Linked DNA regions of Mus musculus: region 1 is linked to region 2. A link is a contact called in public promoter capture Hi-C data. All regions are on one chromosome and are shown on one strand. Each heading gives the region's core, a stretch centred on a gene start, on an enhancer-like site or on the middle of the called end of the contact. The rest is flanking DNA. Distances are from core to core; before and after follow the strand shown.

The links. Promoter capture Hi-C pulls out the DNA fragments that hold promoters and counts their contacts.
Region 1: a contact with region 2 is called in a promoter capture Hi-C map of the HPC-7 cell line. The contact joins the promoter of Fbxo17 here to the enhancer-like site in region 2. A contact is called at or near these places in 24 of 39 promoter capture datasets (the 3T3-L1 cell line, 3T3-L1-derived adipocytes, the C10 cell line and 15 more), 5 of 484 Hi-C or Micro-C datasets (CD4 T cells, the G1E-ER4 cell line, bone marrow-derived macrophages and 2 more), 10 of 115 datasets of contacts at active chromatin or transcription factors (bone marrow-derived macrophages, craniofacial prominence, embryonic forebrain and 4 more) and 3 of 9 other capture datasets (adipose tissue, liver and pancreatic islet).

What each region holds. Positions count from the first base shown.
Region 1 is chr7:28,713,954-28,718,404 of GRCm38.p6, reverse strand. Fbxo17 (F-box protein 17) reads right to left here and starts at 1,615. Exons shown (of 7, transcript NM_015796.2): 1 at 1,367-1,615.
Region 2 is chr7:28,468,331-28,472,640 of GRCm38.p6, reverse strand. No RefSeq gene overlaps it. Among named protein-coding and RNA genes, the nearest start is that of Lrfn1, 18 kb to the right of the region's middle. Within about 2 kb of position 1,255, at least 2 of the 459 cell types and tissues checked have an H3K27ac peak or open chromatin away from gene starts, as enhancers often do. A contact at or near this core is called in the HPC-7 cell line, where this site is marked.

The DNA.
Region 1 (4,451 bases), core at 366-2,865, 250 kb before region 2:
GCTTCTCAGGGCTTGCTCAAACTGCTTCCTTATAGAACCCAGGACCACCAGCCCAGGGGCAAAACCACCCAAAAGAAAGGACTGGGCTCTCTCACATCAATCACTAATTAAGAAAATGTACTACTGGCCAAACTGATGGGGGCATCTGTTCAGTTGTGGGACCCTCTTCCCAAGTGATGTTAGCTTGTGTCAATTTGACATAAAACTAGTCAGCACACGGTCATTGTTTAAAATCAGATTTGCGCAGAGGCAGGCTCTGAGTTCGAGGCCAGCCTGGTCTACAGAACGAGTTCCAGGACCGCCAGGGCTACTGGCGAAAAACAGAACAAAACAAAACAAAACAAACCACTAAAATCAGATTTGTGTTATTTATACTTCCAAGACAGGGAGTGGAATAAACTGAAGAAATGAACTCAGAAGAACAAACGTTACACGGAAAGGAATAAACACAGCTGAAATGCATCAATGTAGCTAAGTCAGGAAACAGCCTGAGACCCTGAAGCACGCATTCTGCAAAGGGGCTGCCAGCCAGAGTGATCCAGCCGCGGCCCAGGGCCTACATGTTGGTCTGGGCTGGCTATTTCTTTTCCCCCTTTTCGGTTGGCTATTTGGGACATGGGTAGAGCTGCGAGAGGGGGTGCTGGGAGAACCTTTTCTTCTTTTTTTTTTTTAAATTTGATTTTAAATAAAAAGTAAGATGTTATTGTTGCGCAAGTGTTTGATGTGTATGCGTGTTAGTGTGTGGGTCAGAGGACAACACGTGGGTCTCCATTCTCGCCTTTAACTCTGAGTCTTGAGAATCACCAGGAGGCTTGGCGGCAGGCACTTTTTCCTGCCACCATCGACCCGGTAGACCTAGTTCCATAAAAACAAAGTATGTATGAAACGTGGGAAATGAAGCCCACTACTTTGTATGCTATCTTAAATGTTAGTAAAAAATAGTAGGGTGTGGCTGCGCACGGGTTTAGTCCCAGTACTGAAGAGGAAGAGGCAGGGGGATCTCTGAGTACAAGGCCAGGCTGGGCTACATAGCAAGGCCAGTCAGAGGTACAAAAGAAAAGAAAAAGAAAAACCACACACACACACACACACACACACACACACACACACACGGAATGTAAAGTCTTCTCAGTGGGACTTGTAGCTTTGCAACTTGCACGTGTACAGCTAGCTCAGTGTAAGAGTGCACTGCATAAGGGAAGAGTCTGGGAAACGATGTACAGACTCCTGGAGACTGCGTCCCTGGGGTGGGGTGGGTTGGGGGCGGGGAGGGGCACACAGAGCCAGTGGAGAGACTCCTCCATTCTCCAGACTGCTCCAGCCGCTGGTTTGGACACGACCCTCGAGTCCCATCCCAGGTCCGTACCTGTCCGGGAGCTCACCGGGCGGCCTGCTCTGAGTTGGCGGGGAAGATCCAATCCCTACCCGGCGCTGGAGGCAGTCGAAGAGTAACCCGAGGTCCGGGAAGTCAGCCCCGTGATCTGGGGTCCTAGTGGACCGTCTTCTTCTATGCTCAGGATCCCGGGGCCACCGGGCAACGTTGCAGCCTGAGTGAGCCCGGCCCAGGGCCGCCGAGCTAGGCCGCCTGTCCCTGAAACGTGGCTGCCAATCCCCTGGTGGACACCCCGGGCACCTCCCCTGCCCCCTTCCCTGAGACCCGCCCCGCCCCACTCTTCCGCCCCAGGCAGCTTTTCCTAACACCGTCGTCAGGGTAAATTCTTTGGTCCCTAGCGAAAGGCTCAGCTGTGGCTCTGACCGCAGATTTGAAACCAGAGAATGAAAGCAGAGACAGGATCGGTTCTTGGAAGCAGAATCCGTCTTTAGCAGAACCGTTCAACACGCGGGCTCCGCAGCAATCGCTACTCAGCTGTTCAGCTTAAGCGAACCCTTCCCCTCCAGGAAGATCAGCGACGCCCCCCCCCCATGACTCCTTAAATTTATTTATTTACTTATATATTCACTACCACCACCACCCATCTCCCACCCACTATGTAGCTATCCAGGAACACTATGTAGATCAGGCTGGCCTGAAACTCACAAAGATCCCCCTGCCTCTGCCTCTTGAGTGATAGGCTCCAAGGCAGATAACAGTACTTCTCAGCTATTGTTATTATTTTAGATGTATTATTTATTTTCATTTTGTGTGTGTACTGGGTGGTTTTGTGTGTTAACTTGACACAACTAAGAGTCATCGGGGAGGAAGGGGCCTCCGTTAAGAAAATGTCTCCATGAGATCCAGCTGTAGGGCATTTTCTCAATTAGTGATTGATTGGGGGGGGGGAGCAACCCATTATGAGCGGTGCTGTCCCTGGACTGGTAGTCCTGGGTTGTATAAGAAAGCAGGCTGAGCAAGCCATAAGGAGCAACCTTCCACTGCTTCTGCATCATCTCCTGCCTCCAGGTCCCTGTTCTGTCTGGGTTCCTGTCCTGACTTCTTTCAATAATGAACAGCAATGTGGAAGTATGAGCCAAATAAGCTCTTTCCTCCCCAACTTGTTTTTTGGTAACGGTGTTTCATTGTAGCAATAGAAACCCTAACCAAGACAATGTATATGAGTGTTTGCCTTCCTGTGCCTATGTGAACCACATGCATGCAGTATCCACAGAGGCAGGCAGGGGTGCTGTGAGCCTTGGAGTTACAAATGGCTGTGAGCTATTGCAGAAACCAGACTCAGGTTCTCTGTAAAAAAAACAGTCAACGCTCTTAACCACTGAGCCATCTCTCCAGTCTTTTCCAGGGTCTTTGTCAATCACTTTTCATTATTTATCTATGTACTTATTTATTTTTTTATGTGTTTTTATTGTGTGTAGGTGCAACACATGCATGGGAGTGTCGTTGCATGTGTGTGGGTCAGAGGTCATCTTTCCTTCAGCGGTGGGTTCTGGGGATTGAACTCGGGTGTCGGGCAGGCTCCGTCATATACTGAGCCATCTTGCTAGGCATACACTTTATTTTTCTGGAACAGGGTCTCTCAAACAATCTGGAAGTCCCAGGGATCCTTTTGTCTTTCACTGAGTCAGGGCTGTGGTGACTGATGTGGCCACACTTTGCTTTTTATAAGCGTGTTAGGGAGCCAGACTAAGATACTCATCCCTGTGCAGCAAGCACTTCACCAACTGAGCTACCATCTTAGCCTCTTACTTATTTTATTTTAAAACCCTTCTCACTCTCCGTAGCCCGGGCTGGCCTCGAACTCACCATCCTCCTGCCTCTGTCTTCTGAGCACGGTGATTTCGGGCTTCTGCGGCCATGCTGAGTTCGTGAGTGTGTATTTAAGGATGCCCACAGAGTTTGCTCCTGTGGCTCACGCAGGATGGGGAGCTTTAGGGAAGAAAGTCACAGCCGTCATTCAGGGGAGAGTTTTGATGGATTAACTGGGTTAAAATTCACTTGCCTGCAAGCTCTAGAAAGCTTCACTGTAGCTAGTGTAAGGGAGACGAGGAGTATCGCCCAGTGTAAACTAGGAAGTCTTCCCAGCAGTATGGTGGTGTTCCCAGCAGCGTGGGGGTGGTGCTCCACACTTATGACATGGAAGCTATAAATAGGCTAAAGCAGCTGGGGGTGGGGGTGCTGCATGCCTGCGATCCCACCACTGTGCAAGTGGAGGCAGAGGGATGGTGAAATTGAAGGCTAGTGGGGCTACTGAGTTTTGGGCCAGCCTGTATTATATGTGACCTTATCTTGTCAATCAGGTGCTTGGTTAGCATGCACAAGGCACAGGGTTCAGTCCCCAGCCCCACATCAACCGAGCGTGCTGGTAAGGGCCGTAGCCCCAAGCACTAGTGAGGGCCAGACTGGATGGTGTCTGTAGCTGGAAATGAAACAGGGACTTTTTCCCCTGCAGGCCTCTTGTTTGTGGAGCCAAGTGTGTAACATTATCATAAACAACACATAAGCAAGACCCTTTCAACTAGGGTAGTTTGTACGGACTTCATCGAGAGTGCTCAGCTACACGAACACTCACCTGCAGAGTGAAGTGGGGGAAAGCAGAAGTGAAGACATCTGGGCTCTGAGCGAAAAGGGTTGAAATGGAGAAAAGAAAAAGACACGGAAACCAAGCATGTGGCACATTTGGAAGGGCGTTTGCTTTTCGTGCACAAAGCCCTGGGTTCCACTCCCAACACTGAATAAACAGGCCCTGGCGGCTCCCGCCTGTGAGCTCAGATTGCAGAGCTTAGAAAGTAGAGGCAGCAGCATCCGTTCAATGGTGAGGCCTGCCTGATCCAAAAGATCTCGCTAGTCTACCAAGAGGCAGTCTCCAGGGTGATGGCAGGCAGTGACAAAAGAGACTATCGCAAAGGAGATACTCCAACCAGCTGAGAGTGGCCAGAAAGACAAATGTCAACCTGCATGCTCAGGTGGCCTCTATCTATCTATCTATCTATCTATCTATTGCCACCACCAGGGATTGGCCCCATTTGGATAAACTTGATTTTGAGACAGGGTCTCA
Region 2 (4,310 bases), core at 6-2,505:
TTTAATCCTTGGCTACACAAGATCTTGTCTAAAAATCTTTAAAAAGAGAAGAAAGCCTGGCATGGCAGTGGGTGCTTTAAGCCCAGCACTTTTGAGGCAGTGGCAGGTGGGTTTCTGAGTGAGTTCAAGGCCAACCTGGACTACACAGGAACTTTTGGTTAGACAGGTTACACAGTGAGATGCTAAGGACAAGGGGAGATGATAAGAAAAGACAGGTAATATGTCAAATATTTAAAACATTCTATTATGGAGCTGGAGGTATCTTAATATTTATGAGCACTGGCTTCTCTTCCAGAGGGTCCAGGTTCCGTTCCCAGTACATACATGGCAGCTCACAACCACCAGTAACCCCGGTTCCTTTTCTGGCCTTCTCTGGCACAGACCACAGACATAGTACACAGATGGACATGCAGGAAAACACCCATATACATAAAATAAAAATTAATAAAAATACCATTCGGTTATATCACTATATATGACTATATTTGGAATTTAGAAGTTTGTCACAGACAAATTTTCTGTGTTTTTCTCTACCTTCCTCAGAATGATAGCTTTAAATCCTAAGCTTAATGCTGCATGGTCACAGAATGGGTGCAGAACCTACAGGTCTTTATTGTACCAATAAAGTCAGCAGGAAAGAAGAAAGCAAATGGAAACTTTTTTTTTTTTTGGTATATTGAGGAAGAGAAATAATTAGTCCAGGCTGACCTTAAACTTATAATGACAAACCTCTGATCCTCCTGCCTCAGTCTCCTGAATCCTGGGATCATACACATGTTCTACCAGGGCCATTTTCTTCTTTGCGGCCTTTATTTTTGAGACAGGGTCTTACTGTGTCCTTGAGTGGCCTGGAATTTGAGATCCTCCTGCCTCTGCCTCCCAAGTGCTGGATTACAGGCTTTGCCATCGGGCCTAGCAGTTTGTATATTTTATTCATCATGAAAGCTTCTATCCTGGGCCAAGCACATGGCACATACTCAGTAAAGCTTTATCAGTCCTTGAGTGACAGAGCAATCAGAGCTATATATTGTGCCCCTGCTTCTTACAGCAGTAATGACCTTTCCTGGGTGTCATGTGTAGTGCCTTGGGTTCTATGATATACTGACTTGCATATTAGGTGGGGTATGTGAGCACAGAGCCCAGCTGGTGGGAGCACTGTGCACACAGGGATCTTCATAAATGACATGTATACTGGGCCAGTGTAAGGGATCTGCCTGGCCTGAAGTTCTCCAGTGCTGCTGTCCTTGCCTCCCACCCTCTCTGCCCAGACCAGCTTCCTCCCTCTGGCTCCGTTTCTATTTCTGTCTTGCTTTTTTCCCCTCCACCCCCCAAGGCCTCAGGGGGCCCCTGGCTAGCTTGAAGCCTTCTTCCTTTTTCACCAGGATTAGGAAGGAGTTTTCATGGCAGGGTATCTGCAAACACTGAGATGCCCAGAGTCCCTGACTTGGCCCAAACCACCTTTGCCTTATTCAGTCCCTGCATAGCCCCTCCTCCATCACCCTCCACTCCCCAGCAGACCCTGGTCCACTTATGCTCACACAGGTAAGCACAGGGGGCTCCTCCCCTACTCCTTTAACAGCTGGCTTTGGAGGCCCCAGCTCAGCTAGGGTCACCATAGCCATTCCCCAGTCTCCAGACACAGCTCCAGAGGCAAACTGCCAGTTCCACTCTTTTCTTCATGGGAAGCAGACCAGGGAGGAGCCCTCTGACAGGGACGTCCCCTCTGGTTCCGACCTCTGCCTGTAAAATAGACTCTGGACATCTATCCCACACAGTGAGGGCAGCCAGGCAGGGACAGAAAGGGCTTCAAGTCCAGGATGGGGCAGAAATTGCTCCATCTGCCTTTTATTGCTAGAGATGTTTGCAGGTTTAAGACAGTGTCTGGCTTTGTTGCCCAGGCTAGCCTCAAACTTCTGTGCTCAAGCAATCAGTCTGTACCAGCTTCCTGAGTAGCTAGGAGTTCAGTTGTGTCATCTTACCCAAATCAACCTGCCTTTAAAAAACAAACAAACCATATTTTGTTGGCAAAAACAAACAAAAATACCCAGGGTCTCATGTAGGCCAAGCTGCATCAAAGTCTGCATGTAGAAGAGGGCAGTCTTCAACTCTTTACTCTTTAAAACCAAACATTGGGGGCTGGAGAGATGGCTTCCAGAGGTCCTGAGTTCAATTCTCAGCAACCACGTGGTGGCTCACAACCATCTGTAATGGGATCCGATGTCCTCTTCTGGTGTGTCTGAAGACAGATACAGTGTACTTGTCATATATATAATATATATTATATATGTGTATATAAAACCAAACGTTGATTTTTTTTCTATGTGTAGCATGTCCGAGTGCATGCTGCGCATCCCACACACATGCCCACAGAAGCCAGGACATGGGATCCCCTGGAACCAGAGTGACAGACACTTGCGAACTGCCAAATGGGTATTGGGAACCAAACCTGGCTCCTCTATGAGATCAGTGGGTGCTCTTAACCATTGAGCCATCTCTCTATTCCCTAGTTTTGAACTTAAAATAATTTTTTTGGTTTTTGTTTTATTTCTGTGTAGCCCCAGTTGTCCTGAAACTCACTCTGTAGTCCAGGCTGGCCTGGAACTCAGAGATCCATCTGCCTCTGTCTTCCAGAGTGCTGAGATTTAAGGTGTGCACCACTACCAACCAACTGGCTAATATTTTTCCTAATTTAATTAATCAATAATCAGTTAATCAATCAATTAATTTTGTGGGGATTTCACATGTGCTATAGCACTTGGGTCCCAGGGATCAAATTCAGATTGTCAAGCTTGGTGGCAAGTGTCTTTTTTCGAGACAGGGTTTCTCTGTGTAGCCCTGGCTGTCCTGGAACTCCCTTTGTAGACCAGGCTGGCCTCAAACTCAGAAATCAGCCTGCCTCTGCCTCCTGAGTGCTGGGATTAAAGGTATGTGCCACCACGCCCGGCTGGTCTTTACTCACTGAGTCAACTTGGCAACCCAGTCTTGAACTTCTGAGTGCCCTGTTTCTACCTCCCAGGTATCAGTATTTCAGGCATGCTCCATCGTGCCCAATTCCTACCTGCTTTGCTAAGTCTGTTTTCCCAAAACACACACCTATAAACCTGGCACTCCAGAGGATAGGGAAGAATAATTGAAAGTTCAAGGCCAGCCTGGGCTACATTTTTATCAAGACCCTGTCTTAAAAAAAATGTTTATGTTGGTACATACACATAATCTCTGCACCCAAGAGGCAAAGACAGAAAGATTGCCACAAATTTGAAGCCAGCCATATGTGTGTGTGCATGTATGAATGATTGTATGTACTTCTGCATTTGGGTACGGTAGTGTAAACCCTCAATCCCAGCACTTGGGAGAGGCAAAGATCACAAAAAGGGAGGCTAGCCTACTCTAGGGAGTTTCCAGGGCAACACAGTGCTACATAGGGAGACTCTGTCAGAAACCACACACACACACACACACACACACACACACACACACACACACACACACACACAGGTATGCATATATAGAGGCTAGCCTAACCTATATAGGGGTTTTCCAGGGCAACCTAGTGCTACACAGGAGACTGTCAAAATGAATTGCACACACTCAGGTATGTATGTATGTGCTTGATGTGCTGGAGATGTCTCAGCGAATAGTGTTTGTCATGCAAACATGGGGCAGTTCAGACCCCCAAATACACTCAGGAAATCATCTATAAACCCAGCATGGAGGCAGAAGTGGATAGTGGAGGACACTGGAGTTCACTGGCCAGCGCTACAATGAGACTCTGTCTCAAAAAATGAGGGGGGTGACAGAGGAAAACACCCAACATTACCTTTGACCTCGGCATTCACATATGGGTGACTGCAGCAGCTCGTGCGGATACACACCCACATACTAAATCAGTAAGTGAATACTGCATGTAGAATTGCTAGGGGTTTTGTTGTTGTTGTTTTTAATGTTGTTTTGAGATTCACTTACTATGTAGCCCTAGCTTGTCTGGAACTCATTCTGTAGACTAGGCTGGCCTCAAGATCACAGAGATTCCCCCACCCCAGCCTCTGCCTCCTGAGTTTTGGGCTTAAAGTAAGGGCTATTATGACTAGCTGGAATCAATATTAAATAAATTAATCTCAATTTTCTACCCTCTGGTTATGCCAGGACATGTTATCTATTCCACCTGGCCTCAGCGTCCGCATCTCTAAGATGGGCTAGCAGTATGGATAATTGTGATGGTTTAAAGGTGACCAACATACTGGCCATCTGTCACTATCATTTTTTGTTTCTCCCCACCTCCGAGTCTGCCTGCCAGTCTCCCCATTCCCACT